2 separate regions of the Neogale vison genome follow, and region 1 is linked to region 2. The links are chromatin contacts, called in public Hi-C maps. All regions are on one chromosome and are shown on one strand. The core of a region is the stretch at or near the end of the contact, and the rest is flanking DNA. Distances in the headings are between cores, read along the strand shown. Region 1 holds the start of FOXO3 (forkhead box protein O3). Region 2 overlaps ARMC2 (armadillo repeat-containing protein 2).

Evidence for each region. Hi-C and Micro-C count contacts between places; a contact is called where the count stands out from the background.
Region 1: a contact with region 2 is called in a Hi-C map of fibroblasts, with 6 times the contacts expected there. The contact joins the promoter of FOXO3 here to the enhancer-like site in region 2. A contact is called at or near these places in 2 of 3 Hi-C or Micro-C datasets (fibroblasts and muscle).

Annotation. Positions count from the first base shown.
Region 1 is chr1:23,548,634-23,555,026 of ASM_NN_V1, forward strand. FOXO3 (forkhead box protein O3) reads right to left here and starts at 2,207. Exons shown (of 3, transcript XM_044244534.1): 1 at 1,528-2,207. The coding sequence starts at 2,145.
Region 2 is chr1:23,227,259-23,233,845 of ASM_NN_V1, forward strand. It overlaps ARMC2 (armadillo repeat-containing protein 2), which reads right to left. Exons shown (of 18, transcript XM_044244526.1): 6 at 5,607-5,683; 7 at 705-803. Among named protein-coding and RNA genes, the nearest start is that of ARMC2, 44 kb to the right of the region's middle. Within about 2 kb of position 4,558, the one cell type or tissue checked has open chromatin away from gene starts, as enhancers often do. A contact at or near this core is called in fibroblasts, where this site is marked.

The DNA of each region.
Region 1 (6,393 bases), core at 957-3,456, 320 kb after region 2:
AGGTGGAATGAATGAGCCTGGTGATGGATGTTAAGGAGGGCACCTATTGCATTGAAACACTGGGTCTTATACACAAACAATGAATCGTGGAACACCACATCAAAAACTAATGATGTACTGTATGGTGACTAACATAATTTTAAAAAAACTAAATTAAATAAAGCAAATTAAAACTCAACACCCTAAATCCCCTAGTTTTTTTTTCACATACAGGTTCCTGTGTTCCAGTTCTCCACCAAGATTAAACTGTTCTTTCTGTATACACCTACTGGAACCCAGGAAGATGCAGGGCTCCCCCAAAAACCTTGAAGGAAAGAACTGAAGGAGGAAGGAACTATCTCATTAATTTAAAAAAAAAAAAAGATAACTTGCAAATAGAAGCAACTGATAAGCCGTAAGTGTCTCCAACTGTACAGGACTCCTCTGCCTGGTACAGACACATTCATGTCCTGGGGAAAGAGGCCAGGATGATGAGGTGCAGGAAGAGCAAAGCAGCTGGGTATCAGCAGCCCAGCAGGGGCACAGGAGTTAATCTGTTTGGATGCCCAACTGCAGGAAGTCATTACATCATAGGCCTTTCCACACCTCTCTCCCTACCACGTGTCCAGTGCCCCAAGAGGCTGAAAAGGAACAGTAGGGAGCCTCTCTTCTGGTTCACTTGTAGGGAGAAGCCATTACGGCCCAGCCCTGACACCACACCTCCCTGCCAAGGGCCGAGGTGAAGCTCCAGGCCTCGGTCCTCCAGACCTGGATCCGGCCTCAAACCTCGCCAGAGTCCAAGCCTCAAGGAGAGCAGCAGGTGTGGCTGGTCCGCCCGGAGGCCGCAGGGCTGGCCCGCTCCAGGGCTCAGAACATCTCAAGTTGGGGGGCAGGCTTACTGGAGAAACATCTCTAAGGAAGAAAGGTGTCAACACAGGCAAGTAAAGACATTCAGCCAGGAAAAGGTTTACAAGCACTGCTTTTTCTAGTGGGATCGTTGTGCCTGTGGGAACTAACACCCACAAGCCAGAAACTTCGACGCAAGGGTTTTCACCCAGCTAGTGACAACGACCATGCTCTGTAACCGACTGGAAACCACAAATCCAACCCCTCCTCCGGGTACCAAGTCCCAAGCACACCCCCACATCCCCTCACTGCACCCGCAAAGCCCTTCCCGCATCCCCACTACGGCTGATTTCTACTTCGAAGTTGGCGGAAGACCTACCTCGTCTGTGTCGTCCCGGGAATCCGGCAAACGCACTCCCGTCCGCCAGTCCTTCCCTCGCCGGTATCCCTCGCCCCCTCTCCTCACCCGCCCATGCCCGAGGCTTCCTGGGAAGCCTCCTTTCCCCGCCCTACCCTCCGCGGCCGACCCCAGGTTCCCCTCCTCTGGGGGTCACAGAGATCCCCCGAAACCTCACAGCGGAGGCTCTCGGTGCCAACCCTTCTCCCCAGCGCCCGCAGGCGCGCTCCAATGAATCGAAGGCGCGTCTCGCACTGCGCAGGAGGCCCGGCGGGTCCGGCCGCCCGCCCGAGGTGGGTACGCACCTTCCACCCCGCAGAGCTGTTGCTGTCACCCTTATCCTTGAAGTAGGGCACGCAGCGCACCATCCACTCGTAGATCTGGGACAGAGTGAGCCGTTTGTCCGGCGAGCTCTCGATGGCGCGAGTGATCAGGTCGGCGTAGGACAGGTTCCCCCAGGCGTTCCGCCGCGACGAGCATTTCCTCGGCTGCCCCGAGCCCCCAGCCGCCCCCGGCTGCGGCGGCGGTAGTGGCTGCTGAGGCTGCAGCGGCGTCTGCGTCCCCCCGCTCAGCGCGCCTGCCGCGGGGGCTGGCCCGGAGCCGGGGTCCTGCCCTCCGGGAGCGAGCAACCGGGCCGAGTCTTCAAGGAGCAGCCCGGAGCCTAGCGCGCCGCTCCCGCCGCCGCCGATCGCCATGGCCGAACCGGCCCTACCGCTGCCGTCCTCGTCGTCTTCATCGTCCTCCTCTTCGGGGATCATGGAATCGGCGGCCGTCTCCCCCGAGGGTTTGGCCGGGCTCCCCTGGAGCTCTGGCCTCTGCAGGGGCCACGTACAGGAGCGCGGCCGGCTCTGGGGTTCGAACTCCGGGTCCAGCTCCACTTCGAGCGGAGAGAGCGGGGCCGGGGAGGCCGGTGCCTCTGCCATCTTCGCCGCCCGCCCGCGGCTCGGGCTCTCGCGCTCGCCTCTCGCGCCGGGGCGGGGTGCGGCGGGGGAGGGACGGGGGCGCCGCGAAGGCTCGGGCTCCCAGGAGTCGTTGCCGCTACTGCCGCCGCCTGGGGAAGCACGAGAGAAGAGAGAAGGAGAGTTGGTTATCCCGGGCTGGAGCCCAGTCCTCCGCGACTCCGCGCCCGCCGCCGCCGCCAGGCAGACCTGGAGACGTGCGTCCCGCGAACCTGGCGCCGCAGACACCGCCCCCTGGCCAGGCCGCGGGGGAGCCGGGAGCGAATCGACGGGCTCGCACGGGGCAGCCCCCTCCCCCCGCCACCGGGGCCGCCCGATCTGCAGGTCCCTCCCGGGCTAGGTGGCTGGGCGGGGAAGAAGGGGGAGGGGCGGGGGCGGGGGGAGGGGCGCGAGCCGCGCCTTTAAAGCGGGCAGCGGCCAGAGCTGGCGCAGCCGAGCCGCGGTCGGAGCCCGGGCGGGCGTGCGTTTGTTTATGTTTCGCTCCGGCCCGCTCAAGTGCCTCCCGCGGCGCCGCAGCCAAAGTCTGTGGCGTCTTCCGCTCTTCTCCTGGTCCCCGGCCCTGCCGCCTCCGCGCCCCCTTGTACCCCCTTCTCCCCGCGGAGGGACCCGAGTCCGGGGACAGCGCGGGCAGCCCGCTTCTCCCCTCTTCGCCCGCGGGCCAGGAGGACGAACGTAGGTCCGAGCGCGAACTGGCTCCTGTCACTTCCAGAAAAAAGACGGGAAGCAGGGGGGGCAACCAGCGCGGCGGGTGTTTGCAAAGGGCCAAGCCAAGCAGGCACGACCACTTTGGGGGTCTGTATGGTTTATTTGCCCGCAGGCGCTGCACCCTCCACCCCCTTCCCAGGAAAGGACGGGGGGAGGGGGTAAGTCGGAACATAAATCTTCCAACAGGTCAGGAAGCGCCAAGTCTCCCAGGCTACCAGAAAACCCGGACCAGCACGTTCATCACCTCCTTGCTCCCGCTGCTGCCATCTTGACAGTTTTCCCCCCTTCACTCAAGTCCTTTAAAAATACTAACTGGAGGGAAGGGGGGCGCGCACACCGAGTCACGGGGAGGGAAAAGGGAAGCGCCTGGCCCAGCTCGGAAGCAGATCCGGAGTCACCGGGAAGGCGACCGCCCCGCTGCACAGCTCCGGCGCCTACCTCAGTTCCTTCCCTTCAGGGACGAGGGGGGAGGACGCACAATTCTGCGCGGACCCGGGGCACCGCGAGGAGGGGGCGCGCAACCTCGGCGAAGGAGAGGCGCTCCGGCCGCCGCCGCAGCCCGCCTGAGGAAACGCCTGTCAGCCTGTGCGCCGCCGCCTTCCACATTCCTCCTCCTCCCTTCCACGAGCAGGGCGGCCGCGGCAGCAGCACAAAGTTATAGACACACGCAGGGTGCCTCAACCTAGGCTGACGGCGGGCGGGTCCCCGCCCAGGGGGAGGGCTGGGCGGCAGGCCCGGGTGTGCTGTGTGCGTGCGTGCGTGTGTGTGTGCGTGTGTGTGTGTGTCTATGTGGGCTCGCTCGCGCGCGCGCCTGCGCCGCCGGGCTCCGCGGGACTGCGGGCGTGGGTGTCAGGGAGCGCGCGGCGGCCCGGGACCGGGCGGGCTCCCGCAGCCGTCCCCGCCGGGCTCCCCCTCCCTCCCGAGGGCCTCGACGACAACAAAGCGCGGCGCTGGCCTAAGAGAAGAGGGAGGGGGAGAGCGGAGACCCTAACGCTCCACGAGCGCAGTCGCGTGGCCTCTCAGACTCCGGGCAGGGCGCCTGGTACCGGGGGTCCCCGGCGGGCGCGTCCGTCCCCCGGGCTCTGGGCCCGCCCTGGTGTCCGGTTCCCGGTTAGAATCGGACACCAGGCAACACGCGAGATAAGATGCTGACCGCGGATCGCAGAGATTACCACGGCGTGGAAATACAAGCGAAAATGTTGGTGCCTTACAGGACTTCGATAAACTGATGCCTTCAGATTTGATCGGGCACCGAGAGGTCTGCAGCCGAGTCTCTTACCTAGGACGCCCGACGCAGCGGTTCACTCTCCAGGGATTTCACGGCAGAGGAGGGGAGAAGTGTAACTAACTCAGGAGAAATGCAAATTATTCCCCATTCCTAAACTCAGGAGCAGATTTTGAACAATTATGAATGGGAAATACTTTGATTCTAACTTGTAAATGACTCCAGAACGGCTACTTGTGCATTTTTGAGTTTTTAAAAAAGATACTTCTTTAAGTTTAGACAAACATCTTAGGAGTCCTTATCCTGTCAGTGCCTAAATTGTTCATTTGTGCGTTATGAATGCACTACCTGCGACACGCACACCAAAACTCGATCCACTTTGGTTCATAAATATCTCTTCCCACCTTTTTTCTTAAATCCTTCTAAGTCACTGGTGATATCTCAGAATCTAAAGCTCGCTCCTCAACAACCCAATACACAAAAAGGTCCAACCCAGGGTACTCGGGAGTCCGCCCACCCAGCGGACTCCAGGCTCCGGGCTTTGCGCAGGGCCCGTCACTCAAGTGACGTAAAGCCCCGCCCCTGCACCAAGCTAGTTCGACGCGTACAAACAGATGATGTCATTGTATCCACACGCGCGTGACCGGGGTGCTCTGCGCCGCGTCCCCATTCGCTGCGCCGCCTACTCGTCAAACCACGCCGCGCGCTGACTGGCCGCGGCCACCAGTCTCCAGGCCCCAGACACCCCTCTCCGCCCCCCGCCCCCGCCCCCCAGCAAATAATAAACAATCGAGTAAAATTCTAGGGAAGAAAGGAGGGGAGGGAGGAGAGGAGAAAGAGACTCGGGCGACCCAGAAGCCAATCCTCCGTGCGCTGAGGGAGAGTCCAAAGGAGGGGGACTTGAGAAGACGTGGGAGGGGAGAAGGGGAGCCGACCTGGGGCGATGGGTCCTGCCGCACTGTGGCGGTGTCGGGGGAGGAAAGTTGGAGAGCACCCTGCGGGGCGCGCCTGGCAGAGCGGAGGGACGCTAGGGCCCGGGAGCGGCAGGACTCCGGGCTTCGGGGCGGTGCGCGGCTGTCCGAGGGGGAGGAGAGCAAGCCGCGCTGGAGCGGCGCGGGCGGAGCCGGCAGACACGTGCGGGAGGAGGGCGGGCGCGCGCCGTACTGGCTCGCCCGGGCGCGCGGCGCGGTAGCCGCGCGCGCTTGTTTACCAGCGCACGTGGGTGTTATTTTTAAATGGAATGTTGTGCTGGCGGCGCGGCTGAGTGGCGGACGCGTGGGGCCGCCCGCGCTGGCTGGGGGACGCGGCAGGCCCGCGCAGAGGCCTCTCCCGGCTCTGCTCACGGGCCAGCCAGGCTGTCCCTACTTCGGGCTTCCGGCGCCGCGGCTGGCTCGGCCCTGGGAACCTAATGGCGAGTTTCGCGCGCTGCCAAAGCCTCTACGGAGAAGTCGCGTTTCCGCCGCGGAAAGCTGCATTTTTAACGCCAGGTTTCGGCTCCCTCATTCACATTCCGGGAACAAAGCCACCTACTTTCTCTTCGCCCTGGAGGCCAGGCCAGGCTGGGCTCCGCGGCCACAGTTTCCAGAGCCAATTTCACACGCTCACATACTCCCTGGCACGGTATACCCCGGCCGCGAGGTAGACTGTTACCATCTTGCGTAGTTTGTGACCTCGCTACCTGGCTCAGAACGTCCCCAGCCCTTTATGCGCCCGTCACTTGGGCATACAGTTCTGCCAAGCACGACGCTTTTGCTACCTCGGCTTGTCTTTGGAAGGGAGCTCTGGGAAAGGGGGCCCTGACCGCTTGCTGGGGTTGCTCCTGTGCTTGCTGCTCCTCTCCTCTCATTGTGGGTCTGCCCTTCAGAGGAGTCCCGAGTTTGCATTTCGTTTATAGCATGGAAATGTGGACGTTGATACAGGACTGAACTGCAGGTGTCCATAGGGGGTGGGGGGGGAGATCTGGGTTAGAAGTGCAGGGAGGGGGTCTGGGGGTGCCTTTGGGCATATTATTGGGAGTCGTGTTCAGGTTTGCGGGAGGAGCCCTAAGGCCACATCACCCAGTGCTTTGCACCTTGATAACAGCATAAAATCCAGAGACGTTTCTGTTGCTCCTTCTTAATGTTTATAACCCACTGTAAAAGAAATGCATGCTTTTTCCTCTCTGAATGTAAGCAATCTTTTGTCGGTAAAATACATGCAGATTTAGAAAGAATGTGTTTACACTGGCTGGGCTCTCAGCCATTAAATTTTTACTATAAATCTGTTGAGTGTCCATTTACAGA
Region 2 (6,587 bases), core at 3,308-5,807:
CTCCAGTTCCCTTTTCTCTGCTGGTGTCCCCAGAGCTCTCTTAAAGTCCTTCAGACTGAAGACTTCCTCTGGCCCAGGCCTCCGTGTTGCAGGCCTTCCTCCGCTAGCATGTTCTCCTTTTGAACCTTTGTTCAGACTGACTGCTCTCCTCACTAGTTTTTGCACACGTCTCCTAAAATAAAGGGCCCCAAGTGGAGCTGAGGGTGGAAATCAGGAACTCCAGAAGGAGAAAAGTCATCCACTGGGATCTTGAGCTGTGGTAACCTTAGGAGAGTAGGACACATGCATTTAGATCTAGAAAACCATGGGCACACTGCCCAAGCATGCCAGTCCATGAGACTTAGTCAAAGTTTCAGGGGCCTGAAGTCTGTTTTAATCTTTCACTTTCATGTATTAACTGCCACCCCAGAGAGCTCAAACCAACATTTTCTTGAGCGGACAGAAGGTGATAGTTAATATGTATTCCATGGGGAGTTTTAGAAGTAGGCTCTCCTCCTGAATTTAAAGTGTAATTTTTACTCACTAAAATCTGGTTCACCTGTATTTCTTATGTACATTAGTGGGTGAATATAGAGATAACTTCATTTGTTTCTGAACACGTTTGCAGAAATGGTAGTCAAAGTGTACTAAAAATATCAGGGCAATGGAGAATATAGATATAAGCACAGATATTCTCAATTTAAAACAAAAACTTTTTGTGTTACCCTTTTCTAATTGGTGCAAAATCGGTGCGATCCTGGTATTCCAAAAGACTTCATCTACTTCTATTTCTGTCTCCTTTTCTTGCATGTCAGCTTTTGAGGCTGCAAAAGAAATCCAGATCAGGAGAAAGCAATGAACAAGGAGGTACACCAGGAGTACCTCAAGTCTTTGTTATTCATCACCAAAATTAATCAGCTCTGGAATTAAATTATACCTTGCCCCCTAAGCCCAACTAATTCCAGTTAGAACCACTGTCTTTTAATCAAATCACCCCCCATCAAAATAAGGTAAGGTCATGTAAAGAAATCAGAACTTTAAACTCTCCTTAGGACACTGCATGATGTCTTAAGCTTTGTAAGTGTTAGAATTTTTGTCATAAGACAAATGATTGTTTTTGTTTTTTTTTAAGTAGGCTCTACACCCAATGCAGACCATGAACCCATGACCCCAAGATCAAGGGTCGCATGCTCCACTGACTGAGCCAGCCAGGTGCCCCCATAAGGCAAAGAGTTGGAGTTATTTTTTATTTAAGCTTACTACTCGGTAACGTGGAATAAATAGGAAACTATAGATATGTAAAGAATAAGGATTCTGAAAACATTCAATGAAAACTTTTCTAAAAGGAAGGCTGGCAGAGAGGGTTTCTTTCCTATAGGAAATGAAATGGACACGTGACTTCAAGGCCATTGTCATCAGCGCCAAGTGAATTTGTGAACCTCAGTCCGAATCGCAGCGTCGGTATAGATGCCTTGGTTGCCCAGGGGTCTGGCTTCTTACCCTTTCTGAGCCTCATCAGTGAAACAGAGATGAAAATCTTTGCCTGTGGGGCTCCGAGAATTAAAAGACATGATATAGGTAAAGCTCAGTTCCCAGTGTCTGGCTTCTTGTAACACTCAATAAATGCGAATTTCATTTTCCTGATTAAAAAACAACAGGCCACCGCTGTTTGACGTTCATCCGGTGGCACGATACCACTGAATCAATGAGATTAGATGCTGCCCCGGAACGTCGTGGGTCCTAGAAGAGGGATGGTTGCCACTGGCTGGGCGCCGTAAGAGGCCACGTGCCTCTACTTCACTTTCATAGCATAATGAGGAGGTCCTCAAATTGTCTCCGTTTTCCAGATGAAGAAAGTGGGGTTCAGGGGCATTAAGCTACCTGCCCAAGGTCATACAGAGCCATAGCCCTTGCTCTTGACCTCTATGCTATTCCACCCCACAGCAGAATCAGTAAACTGAGAGGTGACTTTGGAAGGCAGTGTGAATCGTATTAGAAACTGCAAATCACGATGACATTTCACACAGGAAATACCCCACTATCTAAAGCACAGACTGTGTAGCCGGAGAGTCCCTCCTACCCCCACCCCAGTGCGGAGCAATGCCAAAGACACATTCCTCAGGAGCAATGCTAAAGACACATTCCTCAGTTTCCCTTCTCCCTCCCGCTCCCTCTCTCCCTCCCCATAAGGCCCTCTCATGGTGCCCAGTCTATACTGGTTCAGAGTCTGTACCTGCTCAGAGTAGACCTGATACCAATCAATCAAATGCCCACCATGGGTGCCTAGATCCCAAAATGTCCCCCAAAGAGTTAGAAATAATAGGGAAAATCAGAGTTTCATAGAAAGAGGGGAAGAGAGTGAGAACAATGAAAAGGCATATGGCCTACAGATTTTTAGGTTATTTTAACTTGGGGCGGGGGCCGGGGTGAAAACTGGCTGACTAGGGAGGCCCATTAAGAGTTCTAGAGTCCTAAAAAAAAAAAAAAGTTCTAGAGTCCTAAGTTCTAAGGTTCTAAAGTCACTGTGTGGGTTTGTTTTTTTTTTCTTTTTCTTTTTTTTTTTTTTTAAGATTTTATTTATTTATTTGACAGATAGAGATCACAAGTAGGCAGAGAGGCAGAGAGAGAGAGAGGAGGAAGCAGGCTCCCTGCCGAGCAGAGAGCCCGATGCGGGACTCGATCCCAGGACCCTGAGATCATGACCCGAGCCGAAGGCAGCGGCTTAACCCACTGAGCCACCCAAGGCGCCCCCACTGTGTGGGTTTGAATCCTAGCTCTGTTGGTCGACTGTGGGCAAGTTGCATCACTTTCCCTCTATAAAATGGGGTAACGATGGTCATCTCCGAGTACTGGGATTATGGGTTATTAATTTATTTTATGCGCTCCACATTTTCCAAAACCTCTCATTCATTTGTGCTACTCTTGAAAAGGAAAAAAAACATAAAATATGTATTAAACTTCCCAAGTATATGGTGATGATATCACCCAGGAGAAGCAGGAAAGCTATGCGATTTATCCATCCTCTCCAGTGCATGGGCCCCCCTCTAACCCTCCACATTAGAAAAATCACCCCCCCCGGACTCAGGGGGCAGTGAGTCCAGGTTTACCTTTTCTCAAACCTCCCTGGCACCAAAAGGGGTCCAGGCACACTAGGCTTGAGGAGCCCTTGAGCAGAAAAAGTAGACAGAGAGGGTATCGACAAAGCTGTAATTCAGTAGTATAGGTGTGCTGTCTGTAGTTTTAATAGCAAAGTTTCCCATCATTTGTCTAACGCATAAGGAAGAATTCATGAAATGCATGGGTGCCTTGTCTTTAGGACAACGTCAGTCCATATCAGAACAGGTTCACAATCCCTTAGCCAAAGCCTTTGGACCAGATGTGGTTAGGGAATCCAAAAAATTTGGATTTTAATGAGGCAATAGGGTGCACATGCTATGTAACACACACAGCATGTAACACACACAGCACCCCGAGTAGGGTCTTCTGGGGCGGCACCCTGCGGCAGGGTTCGTGCAAATTCACATGAACGAAACAAAGACGACTCTTGGCTTCCCATCAGCTGGGCTCAAGCATTGCCACTACATGAGTCCGAAAAACACTTCAGCTTTCCAAGCCTTCCCAAGCTTCAGTTTGGGGATTTCAGAAATGCAGATAATGGATGGAAGACCATCATCTCAGTCTTTTGGGTCATTACTTTTATGAGTCTACCCTAACTTTGATAAATTATAGGTATGGACTCAAAAAGTAAACCTGAATATTCAAGCAACCCTAACCCATGGCTAGTCATAGTCCCAGGTACATGACCAAGTCTAGAACATGTGAATACGGTCAGCATATATCAAGGCAAGTGAAAAGCCAGAAGATAGTAAGTCAGATAAATAACTTAATCACCAAATATTTACAGCACACTTAAAATTTACTAGAAATACAGACTCCAAGTCCAATAAGTTCAAATCAGCATTTTTACCTTCTAAGCAGTATGCACTTTAATAAACAGCTCTATGAGGAACAATGATTATCAATCTGTTTCTTAAGGCAAACAAAATCAATAATGCACTCACCCCGGGAAAAGTGAAATTACAGGGGTGAGCCAGAAATCATAGAGCACTTATTTAACCTTGGCAAAGGAAAGGCCCTTACAGGCCCTTCTGAATGGTTCTAAGATTGTTCCTTCTCAGAGCAGAAGTCAGCTAGACACTGTGGCGTAAGGGTTCCCTTTCAACCCTCTGCCAAGAACTGCATGGCAAGTGGCTGTGTCCAGCCATGACCTTTCCACGTCTCCACCCACTCAGGCACCCCCTCCAACGCTGCTTTCTGCAGAAATCCCATTTTATATAACTAAACCACTCTCCACTCCAGCAACTGGAGCATGGAATCCTGTGATTACTCCTGAAAATCTACAAAAACTAAGTAAAGTTTGCCTCAGTCTTGGGCAACAACCTAATATTTTAGAAAGCACTTTCATCTAGGTTCACAGTTTGCTAAATATAAAAATTATGATTCAACAGGAAATTGGGTAAGTCAAGCAGAAATTTCAGCATGTTTTTGACGATTTTGCTGTCTCAGTGGTTATAGTTTTTAACCACAGCTTTGAGTTCTGGACACAAAAACTTGACACAATGTTTATTGGCTGATGTTTTTAGCAAGTGCATGTAAAATCCTTAGCAACAATGCTGATGCGGAAATCAGTCTAAGATTTTCCTGAGTGTTACAGAAACTCCTATTGGCCACAGAAGTCATTTTAGTGATAAGAAATTAGTTTTGAGAGTAATAAAACATTTTTTCAATCTGATTTTAGTCTGGTTTTATAGAATGTCATGTCTGTAAAAAAAAAAAAAAGGTGTGAAAAACTAACAAACACCTGTGTGTCCACAAATAGTTTGGTCAAATACTAATGGTATTTTTATCCTCCCCTTTATTTCGAAGAAATAAACATTACAGATAGAGTTGCCTCCCCTTATCCATTTCCCCTCCTCCCTCTCCTTCCAAGGATTACCACCATTCTAAATCAGGTGGTTATTTTTATCATGTTGGATTTTACATGTCACCACATAGATCTGTATCCATAAACAACATATGTCACTGTTTTTGCAACTTAACATTTTCACGTAATATTGTTTGTACTCATTTCAGTCAATATTATAAGCGTGACTGCTATATTTCATTGCATGAATACATGTTGCCTCATTTCTAGCCTGTGATTAATATTGTTAGATATATTTTTTTCTCAAACAGATTAAAGACCCCACAGCCTGTCTTCACACAATTAATATAACTTCACTTAAGTGAGCAATGATTTTGAACTTCCAGTTAACTCAAGAATTACGTTAATGTCAACTTTTGCAACTTTCTGAATGCTTTTACAAAATAGTTTCTTTCATGCTCACTAAGACCATGATCTATAAATGTCTGAGGCCCCAGAGCTGGATAATGGTAAGAATTTTAAGACTGTTGTGAAAACAATAAAAATTTCTAAAAATAAATGTTGATGCGTGGCCAAGCTGGAAGAAGTGACTGGAGTTTTCAAACAGTGAGCCAACATGAGACATCTTGGGTGCAAATGTTTTTCTTACAAGTGGAGATGCTGAAGGTGAAGTTCTGGGCCTCGCAGTGTATGTGCACCTCACCTGCTCTGGTTTCCAGTCGGCTCAGGTCTGAGCTGTTGAAACAAGATGAGGCTCTTGAACGTCTCTTCCCCTGGTCCCTAGGAGGAAGAGGAATACAACAATGTTCAGCATAAAAACCAGAGCATTTCTCTTTCTGCGAGTAGAATCAGCTATTGGCAGATTGGGAAGAAAGCACAGAGGATTGCTTAGAAGATGGAGTTTCACACTCTACAGTCCTTTAATCAAGGTCTGATTTCCAGCTTAGATTTATCTATCAAAAAACAAGACAGAGGGGTGCCTGGGTGGCTCAGTGGGTTAAGCTTCTGCCTTCGGCTTGGGTCCTGATCTCAGGGTCCTAGGATCGAGCCCCACATAGGGCTCTCTGCTCAGTGGGGAGCTTGCTTCCTCCTCTCTCTCTCTGCCTGCTTCTCTGCCTACTTGTGATTTCTGTCTGTCAAATAAATAAAATCTTAAAAAAAAAGACAGAGCAGCTTCGTAGTATTAAATACAGTTACTAGAAACAACAACGAACAAATCCCAAATTTACTTCGTAAAAAAAAAAAAACGAAAAAAACCCCCAAACAAACTGATGAAGGATATATACCACAAGAGGTCACTGTTACAATAAGAAAGAACTCAGGTCTGCCGGACCCACAAAAGACTAGCATTTAAGAGCTGGAAGGGACCCTTTCTCTCTGTCTCTCTGTGCACAAGAAAGTTGTTCCCAAATTGGTCGGATGTGCCCCCAGGTCACAAACCAGCGTCAAATCTGGAGCCCCGATCTCACGATTTCCAACTCACAGCTCTTTCTACTTTGTCACAGAGTGCCCTGTTTCCACTTTAAAAAATGCGTTCAGTTAATATTCTTTGAAAAATGCCTTATTTTTCCAAATAATTGAAATGTGAAAAAATTAAAAGTACATTCAGGCAGCCTCCAGATGACAAATACTTTGTGTTCCAAATAAAAGAGTAGCGATTGGCCAATAGTAGGATTATATTGCC